Linked DNA regions of Ovis aries: region 1 is linked to region 2. Evidence: chromatin contacts called from public Hi-C data. All regions are on one chromosome and are shown on one strand. The core of a region is the stretch at or near the end of the contact, and the rest is flanking DNA. Distances in the headings are between cores, read along the strand shown. Region 1 holds the start of TRAF5 (TNF receptor associated factor 5). Region 2 holds the start of SLC30A1 (solute carrier family 30 member 1).

Region 1 (7,126 bases), core at 21-2,520, 170 kb after region 2:
CACTTCAACCAATTTCTTTTCATTTTATGTCTCCTTTCAAAATGCAAGTATCTCTGAAAGAAGGAATGTATTCCATTGGCCCTTCCCCACTTCTCACCCAGCACTGGTGCCCAATAAATATTTACTGAATTCAGTTGGTTACTAGAGGCCTGTCCGGAAGGGACACGGGTCAGAGCCCGGGGCTGTGGAGGGTGGGGTGCGCAGGGGACAGTCCCGGCTGGGAGCCACGCCTCGTTTCACCAACCCCACCGCGAGCGCTTAGCAGTCCTGGGTACCGTCACTGCGAGGTAACTGACTTCTGATGAAAGTAAATCTGAAATAGCCAAATATGGAAACTCTGCAGGAGGGGGCAGAAACAGCCCAGAGAGTCAGAGGAGACACCCTGGGGGGTTAGTAGCAAGAGCAGCGGCCCCAGAATTCACTGAGAATTCTCAGAAGTGCCAAAACCCTGCAGAGCAGTAACAAGGGCGAGGCCATCTGCTGTGGAGAACCCAGTTTCCACGAATTCTCTGGGTGTTCCCTGGGCAACTCGTTCCTACCTGAGTCTTGGTTTCCTGCAAGACCCCTTCGAGCTCTCCTTGGCTGGGGGTGAGGGTGGTTCTAAATGAGCACGCCCAATCGAACGGCTCCCCTGAGGTTCCACGCATGCCAGTATTTAAGCTTCATTCTAAAATATTCTGGCTGGAAGGTCCTGCAAAAGTGGAAAGAGCGGATGCCTCACGGCGCCATGCGGGAAGACAAGGGTTTGCAGGCACGCGTGCCAGGCACGCCTAAAGTCCTTCCCCGGCCCGTTGCACCCCGACCTGCCTCTGGTCCGCGGAGTGGACACCCTCGCCCTGGAGGCGCTCCCCAGCTCGGGACCCCCAGTCTCCATCCTCGGAATACCCCTTCTCTGCTCAGAAAACTCGTTCCGGGCCGCGGAACCCAACCGCCCCCCACCCAATACACACCGCACCCACTCGCCCGCATCAGGGGCCACCTGCCCCGCCGGCTTCTCCCGACCCGGGGTCCGGGCCCCTGGGCCTCCTCGCGTGCACCCGCCGCGGCCGTCGGGGACTCGCCGGGCGCGAGCGGGGGCCGGGCTGCGGGGAGGCAGCTGCCGGACTCCTGCCGCCGATGTGTTTTCGGTTTCAAAGTCATCGCGACGCGCTGAGAAGCGGTGCTCGGTGTGCTCCCTCAGGCCCAACGCGGCGACCCACCGGGACTCACCTGGGCTCGGCGCGCGGGCGCTCGGAGGGCGCCTGGCTGCTCCAAGGCAGCGGCTGCGAAGCAGGGGCTCGGCTCCCAGCTGCGGGGCCCCGCCCGCCGAGGAAGGGGGGCGGGCCCGGGCCCCGGAGAGGCGGGGCCTGGGGGGCCCAGGAGCGAGCGCGGGCGGGGGCGCCGGGCCCCCAGGGAGGGCGGACCGCAGGCAGGTGCTGGGCGGGGTGCTGAGAGACTGGGAGAAAACCGGCCAGTTGGAAACCTAGCCGACCCTCCCTCGAATCTTGAGTGTCTACAAGGAAGTCATCTCTGATTTCCCTGGCTGCATTTGAACTGTACTCGTCTTAACCCTTCAATCAGGGACAACTAAGCTCAACCAGTCCTTTCGTATTTTGACGCAATGGCAATCCACTCCGGTACTCTTGCCTGGAAAATTCCAGGCTACAGCCCATGGGGTCGCAAAGAGTCGGACACGACTGACTTCTCTTTCCTTTCCCTTCGTGAAAGTGTGTTAGTCGCTCAGTCTTGTCCCACTCTTTGGGACCCCACAGACTTTAGCCTGCCAGGCTCCTCTGTCCGTGGGATTTTCCAGGCAAGAATACTGGAGTGGGTTGCCATTCCCTTCTCCAAGGGAATCTTCCCAGCCTAGGGATCAAACCCGGGTCTCCTGCATTGCAGGCTGATTCTTTAACATCTCAGCCACCAGAGGTCTGGTTCAAATCTAGCCCTCCTGACCTTCCTTTACAACAGGACCAATTTGCCAGCCCCCTCCTTGCTGGCCCAGCAATCCCTTAGAGTTGTAGGGCTTGCCATTGTACCTAGGACTCTCCAGACGTCTCCTGTGATCTTAGAAACTTTGTGAAGTAGGCCTGGGCATGCTCATGTTACACATGACCCATCCGATGCCAGAGAGGCGACATGAGGTGATATGCCCGCGGTGTAGCACCCAGCAAGCGCCAGAGCTTCCTCCTCAGTCCCGTCTCCCTACTCCCCAGTGTCAGACTCTTACACCACTTCTCTCCCCGAGTATATGTTCTAACTGATATTTGTGTTCCACATAAATCTCCTCTGTGAAGGTTGATGGAGCATGAAGATCATGGATTTTAGAATATAATGGGCCCTAATTCCGATTCTAGTTCCTTCACTTTCAGTTAGGCAACCTTGGGAAATTTACTCAACTGCCTGAGCTTCAATTATTCACCAAAGAGGGTTAATAATAACAGGCACTATTCAGATATGCACAGGAGCCAGGCAGAAAACACACAGGAGAGAGGTGAAAGTTGTAGTCAGGGGGAAGGGGAGGGGACACCATCGCTGCACTGAAGACCATGTGTGGAGTCTAGAGGAGCAGCCAGGCTCCCTGCCAGCCTGTCCTTATCTGATTGCTTCTTTTTCAACAAGAGCCAGAAATCCAGATTCAAACCTTTTGGTTGGCAAGTCAGATTAACGATTTCATGGATAGATAGGGCCTGTGGTCATCTTCACTTATGCCTGCCTTCACGCACCTCCTTTCTCATGGTACACCCTTCACCCCCACACTCCCCAGGATGCTTACAAATCAATATGCTTTTGTAAGCTTATATCTCCTTTCACTGGCTAAAAACACAGTGTCTTGAATGCATATATGCAGGTATGCTTAGGGCCCTGGTACTGTTACTAAATATGATTCAATTGTCTCCCTCCATCCCTCTTGCCCATCAATGGAATAAAGCAGCCTATTTGTCTCAAGAATGATATCCAAGCTTTAAATATGATGAGATCAGACTCTGGGATAGAAAGTGAATCTTTTAGTGGTGGGAAGGGGAGTCCACATAACTCCAGGGCTGGGAGTCTCAGTGGGAAGATAGAGGAATTTCAGATAGATGGTAGTCAAAACTCAAGGACATGTTCCCACTTCCCCTTGTTGATCACATAGCCCTGGGCAAGGTGTCTGGGAGAAGTGAGAAAACCAATCCTGGGACCTAGCTGATGAAGGAGACATTATCTCTCTCCTCAAGGACCTTGAAGATGGATGGGAAGAAAAGGACATAAATACACACTAAATAGTAGAAACACACTCAAACATTAGAAGATGATAGCTCATATTAAGTTTTATTATAGACCAGGTACTGTGCTCAGTATTTTATCTTTATTTACCCATTTAATCATCAGCCCTATTTTACAGTTTGAAAAGCTCATCTCTTGAACACTTTGCCCCAAATTGTAAAATTCTTAGTTTTGGGGGAGGTGGGGTTTGAATATGGGGAGTCTGGTTCTTGTGGGCTTTTGGCACAGATGGTAAAGAATCCGTCTGCAAGGCAGGAGACCTGGGTTCAATCCCTGGGTTGGGAAGATCTCCTGGCAAAGAGAACGGCTACCCACTCCAGTATTCTGGCCTGGAGAATTCCATGGGCAGAGAAGCTGGATAGGGTTGCAGTCGGACATGAGTGAGTGACTTTCACTTCACTTCAGTCAGTACAACACATTGCCCCTCAAAAAACTGGTTGATGTGACATCAGACAAAACAGCTGAGGAGATTAATTTTAGCTGGTTTAGTGTTCTCAAAATATTTGCAGTATTCTAAACAGAATCCAGTTTTCAAGCTAAATTCATCTACAAAAATAAGGGCAGGATTGGACTATACACTAAATTTTTGCACAGAAGGGATAAACTTTTAGTCTGGGTAGGTTCTAAGCACCCTAAAATTACTTCCCGACTTCAGACCTGGCCTTCAGCTGTTTAATTTGCCAGGTAAATTGGTAAGGATATGGAATTGCAGCCTTGGCTGTCAGCGGAATGAGGATGGAGTGGAGAGGGCGCCACCTGCTGGAATGATGGATGGATGCATTATTTTCCTCGGGCTGCCCCTTTCTGCAGAGGGATCAATATTGTGGGTTAGTTAGAGTAGGGTAAAATGTCATACCTTCTATCATGGAGAGATCGCTAAGATAAGATAAGGAGGAAAAATCCTGTCCTTGGGCCATAGATTGCACGTCTGACATCGTTTGCAAGTTACAATGGAAAGTTCTTGCCCGCAACGGAACCACATGTGGAAAGCGAGATAGACAGCAGCAAAACACCTCCCAGGCAAAAAGCAAAACCGCAGGGTCCTGGGCACATAGAATGCTTCCCTGCCCTTGAAACAAGTCCTGCCTTGAGACAATAAGTGAATGCATGCCTGTGGTATTTAATTTCTTGATCCAGTGATATGTGGTCCCTTTGCTTTCATCAAATAGCTTTTACCCACTGACTCTGCTTGTCAGTGTGCTGACCACCACAGGGAGAGAGGCAGGGAGTGCTGGGGGCGGGGGCTTCAACCAGGACTGGAGAATTCCATGGACAGAGAAGCGGGATAGGGTTGCAGTCGGACATGACTGAGTGACTTTCACTTCACCTCAGTGTCTGACTCTGCAACGCCATGGACTGCAGCTCACCAGGCTTCTCTGTCCATGGGATTTCCCAGGCAACAATTTTTAATTGTTTTAAAAAACTCCTTTCCCAGATGTACATCTGTTGTCTGGATGTATCACAGTTTGTTTATTCATTCACTTACTGAAAGAACATCTTGGTTGCTCCCTGATAGCTCAGTTGGTAAAGAATCTGCCTGCAATGCAGAAGACCCCAATTCAGTTTCTGGGTCGGGAAGATCTGCTGGAGAAGTCAGCAGAAGACAGGCTACCCACGCCAGTATTCTTGGGCTTTTCTTGTGGCTCAGCTGGTAAAGAATCCGCCCACCATGCAGGAGACCTGGGTTCGATCCCTGGGTTGGGAAGATCCCCCCAGAAATGATTTGATTTCCCAGTCCTGATGGTTGCTCCCAGGTTTGGGCAATTATGAATAAAAGCCGCTATAAAAATTCACATGCGGCTTTTGGCATGAATGCACATCTAAATACACGCCTCCAGCAGCTGCTCTTTTGGCTTAGTAGCTCAAGAAAGGCCTGCACTTCTTTTGCTCTACTTGCGTCACTGAGTTCTGCTCTAGGTTCACCACCAGCTTAAGGAAAACAGACTTAAACTGTACCTGTATGTTCTGTCTTTGTTCCGGGGGTCTCCACTCAGACCACACACTGACCCACTCCCCTCTCTGTTCTGTAGGAGAAATGAGATTTTTATTATTTTAAAATTAGGCCTGCTGTCTTCATCGTTGTTCTTGTTCACTGGTTAGCTGCTCGGTCGTGTCTGACTCTTTGCAGCGCCATGGACTGCAGCTCGCCAGGCTTCTCTGTCCATGGGATTTCCCAGGCAAGAATACTGGAGTGGGTTGCCATTCCCTTCTCCAGTCTTCATCGTATGCTTGGCTAAATGTGGATTCTGTCCATTTTGACACTTTCTTTAATAAGATTCACACATACAAATTCCCATCAGCGCTTAGAAAGACATTTTAATGTATTAACTCTGCCTAATCCCTGTAAGACATTAAACTATAGGTTTTAAGGTTATTATTTAACACTTAGGAAGTATGAAGTAAGATCAGGGGTTTGACTGGCATGATTTGGTTTTGTTAGACTTTGTAATAAGTTAGTAACAAGGAAGATTTTTTAAAAAAATATTTCTTCTTTCTGAGAATTGCGGCTACTCTATGTGAAGAGATTTTAAACACTTGTGTAAACCTTGTTGACCATATCCTCTGTTTTATAGAAAACAGGACAGAAGAATCAATAAGGAAAGGCAGAAGCTGAGGAAGGGGTTATCCTGGGAAAATCTGACAAAGTCAAATATTTTTAGCTTCAGCCACACCTCAGTATTATGTGACCTGCCCCCGTGAACTGAGAAATCCTTCTGTGGGCCAGATGGGGCCTCTCACTATGGAAGCACTGGGATCCCTGCACATACTTTTGTTTTGTACTGTTCTCATTTTTAAACAACTTTACTATTATATTTTCAATACCATTCACCCAGTCAATGAATTTCATTAGATGTATACAGTTATACAATCATAACCATCATGAAATTTTAGAACAAATTCATCACCCCTTGTATCCTCTTGGGGGGTCAGTCCCTGCTCCCAGCCCTGGACTAAGGCAAGAGCAATCTGCTTCCTGTTTCTATAGGTTTGTATTTTCTGGAAATTTTCTGCAAATAAATAGATTGCACTTTGTGTCAACTGGCATAATGTTTCTGAGGTTCATCCATTTTGTTGCATACATCAGTAGTTTTTTCATTTTAATTGCTGCATAGTATGCCATTGTAGAGATACACTACATTTTGTTTATCCATTCATCAACTGATTGATATTTGGATTATTTTCAACTTTATGCTATTATAAATAATGATAAAGAAAAAAAGAATGCCACCATGAATATTTGAATACTAGTTTTTGTGTGGACATAAATTTTCTTTCTCTTTAGGTAGACCTAGGAATAAAATTACTGGGTTGCATTGTACTTGTACATTTAATCTGTGGGAAATTGCCAAACAGTTTCGCAAAGTGGCTTATCACTGCAGCGTATTACATTTCTAACAGCTATGTAGAGGGAGTTCCAGTTTCTCCACATCCATGACAACAGTTGATATCATCAGTCTTTTTAATGAGCCCTTCTTGTGGGTGTTATATGTACCTCGTGGCTTTACCTTGCATTTCCCTTGTGACGAACGACATCTTTGCAGGTGTTCATTTGCCGTTTGCCTATCTTCTTTGGCAAATGTCCATTCAAATCTTCTGCCTCTTATTTTTTGTTCTCTTATTGACTTGTAAGAGTTATTATTGTCTAGTTCCGAGGTCATATGTATTCTAGGTACAAATCTTTTAAACTTTATATTTTGTAAGTATTTTCTCATGGTCAAACGACTTCCCTTTTTAATTTCTTAGTTGCATCCTTTGAAAAGATCTTTTAAAATCTTGAAGAATCCAGTTTGTCAGTTTTTTTTTTCTGTTATAGATCATGCTTTTGGTTACATATTTTCTCCTAAAAGTTTATAGTTTTAGGCTATACACTCTGGCATAT
Region 2 (6,687 bases), core at 2,011-4,510:
TTTGCCCTAAGATTGAACATTAGAATTGATTGGCCATCAACCAAAGTCAAATGCAATCTGCTTTTCACATGGTTTTATTCATCTCTCTGTCCTTAACACAGCTTCAAACACTCATGATTTTTGAAAACCAATATTCAGAGGTGTGTCTGTGTTTAGCAGTTTTTGTTTGTTTTTTATAAGAATCCTTTTAAACCTACAGTTTGGGTTGATAAGGTTCAGGCTAGCTCATTGAGCTAAGAAGATCCAATTTGGAGAAGCCTGGCATTGATAAAGCAGGGAGATGTCTTAGAGGGCTCTGAAATTGCAAAGTTTGTGTTCAACATTTGACTTTCACTCAAATTGGCAGTCTCTTTCCAAAATGAGCATTATTTTCTCATCTTTAAAGTATGCTGAGTTTAGTCAGTTTGAGCACTAAGCAAATTGTCAGGAGAGTTCTCAAGAATTAGGAAGAAAAAGCCAATATATCTTACTCAACCTGGGGCCACAAACTCCAGGAGTGTTGGTGAATAATGGTATGGCTTTCCTTCATTTTAACCCACTTCTGGCTGTGTTAATGCTATGCCAAGACAATCGGCTAAAAAAGGACAACTTTGTGTCAAGCTACCAAAGTATTTTGACTACACTATGCTAGAGGGGAAAAAGGTTTATTTGACTGAAATGGTTTGCTGAGAGGTAAATATTACTCTTTCTGGAATGCATGATTATAACTTTTCCAATCTGGAAAATGCATCTCTGACACCCCTCCCCGCTTCTAGGTTGTGAGCGCATAAAGCACATTGTCTGGGAAGTGGCTTGCAAGAGGGGGGAAAATGTGGCACCACGCAGGTTCTCCTAAGTGACTACTGAGTTGGCTTGAACCTAGAGCCCCTTTTACGTGGGTCTGAACGTCTCCCAACTCAGTCTGCTTAGTTACTGAAAGGATTGCTACTGTTTGCTGAGCATCCTCGCCTTCGGCATCGTCTTATTGGTTTCTTTTTGGACATTAAATACTTACACTTGGAGGAATATCTTTTCTTTTTGCTTTTGCCCACACAGTACATGGCTTTTAGGATCTCAGTTCCCCTAACCAGGGGCTGAGCCACGGCCACAGAAGTAAAGCATTGAATCCTAACCACTAGACTACCAAGGAACTCCCTGAAGGAATCTATCTTTTAAGTAAAGGGACCCAGCAGCTCCCAATAGGAGGCAAAATGGTCTTCCACTGCCTCCTGGCCATTTCCGTGGGATATCTTGACCCACACGTGGCTCCTCAGTGTCTATATAGGAGGACCTGATTTGGAGGAGGTTTGAGGCTGTATTCATATACATGAATTCACAAACATCCATTGTCTTCACCAAGGGAGAGAAGATTATGGAAGTCCCCAATCCCATCTCCCCACTCCTTAGCAGTGCCACCATCCAGACTTCACTGAAAATTCAGCACATTAAAAAACAGGCTCAGTATTTTCTCCTTAAGAGCAGCTCCTTGCACACCCTTTCCAACTTCTCCACCTGTTTTAAGCAATATGTTCCTTGTTGGGTTAAAAACTATGTTTTTAAAATTCTCCTCATCAGCTTTCACTCTCCCAATACCCAATTAATCAAGTCCTGTCAATTCTTGCTCAATAAATATCTCAGGAAGTTTCCTCCATTCTTTTGCATTCTGGAAGAACAGAAATAGAAGAGGATCTGGCTCTCTAGTCTGGATGGTGAGATGAGAAACACCATATACAAGTGAATAAACTTTTCTAGAAATAATATTTTTTTAAATGCAAAAATACATGGCCCCAAACAAGCCTTATATACAGACCCTGAGGCACTGGCTAGCACTGTCTTTGTCTCCCAGCAATCCAGAGCAGTTGGAGGTCCTTTTCGCTGTTGAGGGGCCGAGTGAGGCCTTTGGGAGTCCAGTTCAGGCCACTCTGACTCTAGCCACCCCTCCACTTTCAAGAAGCCTTCACTTTCAAGTTAGCTAGTCTTCATTCAGAGCACAGCAAGGTATGTATCCAATCTGAAGCAGTGTTGGCACAATTTATCAGGAGTATTTCACCGTAATTTAAAATTTTATATATTTCACCTCCACCTGGACAGAAGCTTATTCCGTATTCTCACTGCCCCTCCCGTTCCCCATAGCAACCAACACTGGGTTCTGCTGTTTGTAGTGTATAAATACAATGTTTAAGTCTTAGAGCCTTAGAATTTTAAAGTCAGGGGGAATCTTAAGATCTCCTCTTGTTCAGTCCTTTACTCTCCATAGACGAAGAAACAGGTCTAGAGAGACCGGCTGACTTGCCCAAAGTCACCCAGCTGGCTAGTGGCAAAGCAAGAACCAGAACCCAGGTTTCTCCTGCTCTAAGTCTGCACCCTGAATGATCCTTAGATAATCAGTGACAGAAATATCTGACTTCACACAAGGTCTCCGGGCGATGGTGGCGATAGGGGGTGATTTGCTTTATTGAAACATTTACAAAGATTCCATTCAACGCCTCGCAGGACCGTCCTGGACGAACTCCTCAACTCGGTGTTGAGCAGTCACAAGTTACGTGCTGCACTTGTTTATGAGTCTGTCGGCCCTAATCGCGGTTCTTCTGACAGAAGCGCGTCCCCGAGCCTCCCGCCGCCCCTCACACTGGGGCTCCCCCTCCTGGCCCCTCCCAGGCTGCCGACTGTCACACGGCGGCCGAGCGGCCCGCCCCACGTGGACCCGGCTGGGAGGATCAAAGTCTGTTTGCTGGCTGGCCCCCGGCAGGTGTGAGGTGGGCTGCTAGGACCCGCAGCGCCTGGACAAGAGGCCCGCCACGCCGCGGGGACCCCGCCTGCCTCGCCCTGCCCCTCCCCCTCCTGCTGCACGCGGCCCGCGCCCCCTACCCTCCCCCACGACGCCCGTCGCTGCACCCGGCCGCGGCCCCCGGCCCACGCCCGGCTCCTGAAGGGAAAGGCCCCGCCCCCATCTGTTGAAGCCGCGACACCGCCTCCTCCCCGCCCCTCTGAGCCTCCGCCCAATAGCGAGCGCGGGTGGGCGGGACGCGGCGGCTGTCGTGAGGGGGTTCTGGCCAATGAGAAGACGTGCCGGGCCTGGTGGGCGGGGCGGCGAGGCCTTGTCACGCTCGGGTCCGTGTGAAAACGGGGGTTCCGAGTGCAAAGCAAAGTTTTTTTGTAAACCGTCTGCAAAGGCGGGGGGGGTGGCGGGTGGCGAAGAAGGCGCCCGACACCGGGCCGAGTGCAGCAGCCGTGGCCGCCGCCTCTTTAGCTCTTCAGGCGTCGCCTCCTCGGTCCGCGCCACACCGGAGGAAGACCGCCGGAGGGGAAGACCTGCGCGGAGAACCCGCAGATGCTTGGAGCCTCCTCAGCGCTGAGCTGCCGGTCGCCCGCCCCCGCCGCCCGCCCGCCCGCTCCCTCTCCGGCTCTCTGTCGGCGGGCTTCGGGAGCCCCAGCTCCCTGCCGCCTCCGCCGCCGCCCCGCTGTGGGTGTGGGGGGCTGCTGGGGCTGAGCCGGGCCTCGGCGCCGGCTCCGAGGACGGACGCCTGAGGAGGAGCTGCGCGCCGCTGGCCGGCCGGGGACGCCCGCAGGCGCGGGGGCTCGGCGGCTAGACCCCGGGCTCGCCCGCTCCTGTCCAGTCACCGAGGCCCCGCGGCAGACTCCCGAGCCCCGCGCCGCTCGCCCTCCCTCCCTCCGTCGCCGGCTCCTCGGCGCCTCGCCGCCTCCTCAGGAGTGTCCGGGCCGCGCTCGGGCGGGCTCCTCAGCCGCAGCCATGGGGTGCTGGGGTCGAAACCGGGGCCGGCTGCTCTGCATGCTGTTACTGACCTTCATGTTCATGGTCCTGGAGGTGGTGGTGAGCCGGGTGACCACGTCCCTGGCGATGCTCTCCGACTCCTTCCACATGCTGTCGGACGTGCTGGCGCTGGTGGTGGCGCTGGTGGCCGAGCGCTTCGCCCGGCGGACCCACGCCACCCAGAAGAACACCTTCGGCTGGATCCGGGCGGAGGTGATGGGGGCTCTGGTGAACGCCATCTTCCTGACCGGCCTCTGCTTCGCCATCCTGCTGGAGGCCATCGAGCGCTTCATCGAGCCGCACGAGATGCAGCAGCCACTGGTGGTCTTCGGGGTCGGCGTGGCGGGGCTGGTGGTCAACGTGCTGGGGCTCTGTCTCTTTCACCACCACAGCGGCTTCGGCGACGACTCCAGCCACAGCCACTCGCACGGGGGGCACAGCCACGGCCTCCCCAAGGGGGCCCGCAGCAAGAGCAGCCGCGCCGGGGGTAGCGACGACGCCGTGACCCCGGGCGAGCAGGGTCCCGACCAGGAGGAGACCAACATCCTGGTGGCCAACAGCAGCAACTCCAACGGGCTGAAATTGGACCAGACAGGTGAGGAGAGAAAAGTCGCCGCCGCAGGTGGTTGGCCCTGGGGAGCCCAGACCCCGGGATGGCCCCGGGCGGGGTGGCCCGCACGCCCCCTGGCGCCCGAGCCGACCGCGCCGCGCCGCCTCGGGGCCGCTCGTTGCCGGGCGGGCTCCCGCACCTGCGGGGAAGCCGCCGAAACAGACGACCCCCTCCACCCCCGCTCCCCGCTGTCAGCCGGGTGTCAGGAGCCGGGGAAGTGCGTCCTCCGCCCCCATATGGGGGTGTAGATGGCACCGCGGTGGTGAGAGCGGGCAAAAGGTCAGGAGGTGACCCTCAGCCCGCTGCGGTCCGCAGCTGCACTTGGCAGTCTCTTACGGGCTGTCGTTCCAAGAGACTGTCTGATTTTGGCGTTAGCAGGATCAGCAATGCTTCCTAATTAAATTTCTTGGCCCTCTTGGAAAACCGGAGAGAATCTCGATTTGATCCTTAGTTGTTGGATGTTTGGAACCTTGCTCTGTCCAAGTAGCGCTTTTGCCCTTCAAACAAGTTTCTTAATGTTGTATTCAGAGCGATCTTAGTGATTGTCTTTCCTGAACTCAAAATCTTGGTTAAAGGTTTCTGTTATGAACAGCAATGCATGTTTCGGTTAATTTTCTAAAGTCTAAACCCAATCCTGAAAATCCTAGACTTAAGACCTGTCTGGGCATGTTTTTTGGGTTTTTTTTTTTTTTTTTTTTTTTGCGGAAGGCATGTTTTAACATTTCACTTAGGATTTGTCGTTTCTGTACTAAGGTAAAAGTGATGATAATTTATTCATCTTATATTTTTAATGTGTAGTTTTCATTCTAAACATTAAGTGCTCTTGGAAGGAAATTGGGAAATAGGTGTTGAAAGAGGAGATGGGAAAAGGAATCATCCTAATGCCCTACTAACCAATCTCAGTGATATTTTTAATAGCTTGGTGTATTTCCTCCCACTGTTTTCCATTTATATGGAAATATCAATTTCTGTTTACCTATTTGTGTGAAACCACACACGCATGACACTACATAGACAATTTTCCTCTTTCTAGGATTCAGGATATCATGTTAATGAAATTGAAGTTGTACATTGAAAACGTTTAATAAACAATTGAATTTCCTCTCACTTCTACTCTGCAAGGAGTTATTCCAAAGAATATTAAGCTGTTCTGGTGTGTATAATTCCTTAAAAGGAGCTAGTAGGATAGATAGTGATCATTTAGTTCCAACTTTTCGTGAAGTCTCTGTGTGATTGTTGATAGGCTTATATGGTTGATTTGTCAGTTTCTAAACCCCTTCTATCAAGGGACTCTTATCATTTATAAGTGACAAAAGTCTAAAAGTTAACCTTAACGCTTTAATGATGAAAAGTGACTAGAGCTCTGTGTCAGGTCAGCTGTTTGTATTAGACTTATCCATAGTTGCATATGATTTGGGGGTGATAGCATTCAATTTTGTTGTTTTTGATATATACCAACAAGTATAGAATGTTCCCAGGACCCCACAGAAAAGGTAAACTTCATTTGGAAGTGGGAAGGTAGGAGGTTGGAGTATGAGAAAGGAGTATCATCTTAATGATGATACTTAATTTACCCCTGACCATATATCCTGGCCTGTACCCAGTATGTCAACTTATATTAAATTGCTCTGAGCACATTTCTTCGTATGTTTTATGAAAAATTTTCACCTCCATCTCTTAAATGGAATTAGGCAAGAATGTTTATATAAACACTTAAGATGTGTTTGATACAGAATTTTTATTTCTTTGTAGATCCAGAAAAGTCCAGAAATGATGCAATGGAAGTACAAGTGAATGGGAATCTTATCAGAGAACCCGAAGAGGTGGAATTGGAAGAGGATGAAGATAAGACTGGACAACTTAACATGCGTGGAGTTTTTCTGCATGTCTTTGGAGATGCTTTGGGTTCAGTGATTGTGGTAGTAAATGCCTTAGTCTTTTACTTTAATTGGAAAGGTTGTCCTGAAGGGGAGATTTGTGTGAACCCATGTACACCTGACCCCTGCAAAGCATTTGTAGAATTAGTTAATAGTACTCAGGCAACAGTTCAAGAGGCTGGTCCTTGCTGGGTACTGTATTTAGATCCAACTCTTTGTATTGTAATGGTTTGTATACTTCTTTACACAACTTATCCATTGCTTAAGGAGTCTGCTCTTATTCTTCTCCAAACTGTTCCTAAACAAATTGATATCAAAAACTTGATAAAAGAACTTCGAAATGTTGAAGGAGTTGAGGAAGTTCATGAATTACATGTTTGGCAACTTGCTGGAAGCAGAATCATTGCCACTGCTCACATAAAATGTGAAGACCCGACATCATACATGCA

What was found. Hi-C and Micro-C count contacts between places; a contact is called where the count stands out from the background.
Region 1: a contact with region 2 is called in a Hi-C map of tail adipose tissue, with 2.7 times the contacts expected there. The contact joins the promoter of TRAF5 here to the promoter of SLC30A1 in region 2. A contact is called at or near these places in 2 of 16 Hi-C or Micro-C datasets (skin fibroblasts and tail adipose tissue).

The regions. Positions count from the first base shown.
Region 1 is chr12:71,523,605-71,530,730 of ARS-UI_Ramb_v3.0, forward strand. TRAF5 (TNF receptor associated factor 5) reads right to left here and starts at 1,271. Exons shown (of 10, transcript XM_060396218.1): 1 at 1,210-1,271.
Region 2 is chr12:71,350,198-71,356,884 of ARS-UI_Ramb_v3.0, forward strand. SLC30A1 (solute carrier family 30 member 1) reads left to right here and starts at 3,261. Exons shown (of 2, transcript XM_027975969.2): 1 at 3,261-4,346; 2 at 6,114-6,687. The coding sequence starts at 3,731. It overlaps LOC121816105 (a long non-coding RNA gene), which reads right to left and starts at 4,440. Exons shown (of 3, transcript XR_009595758.1): 1 at 1-4,440.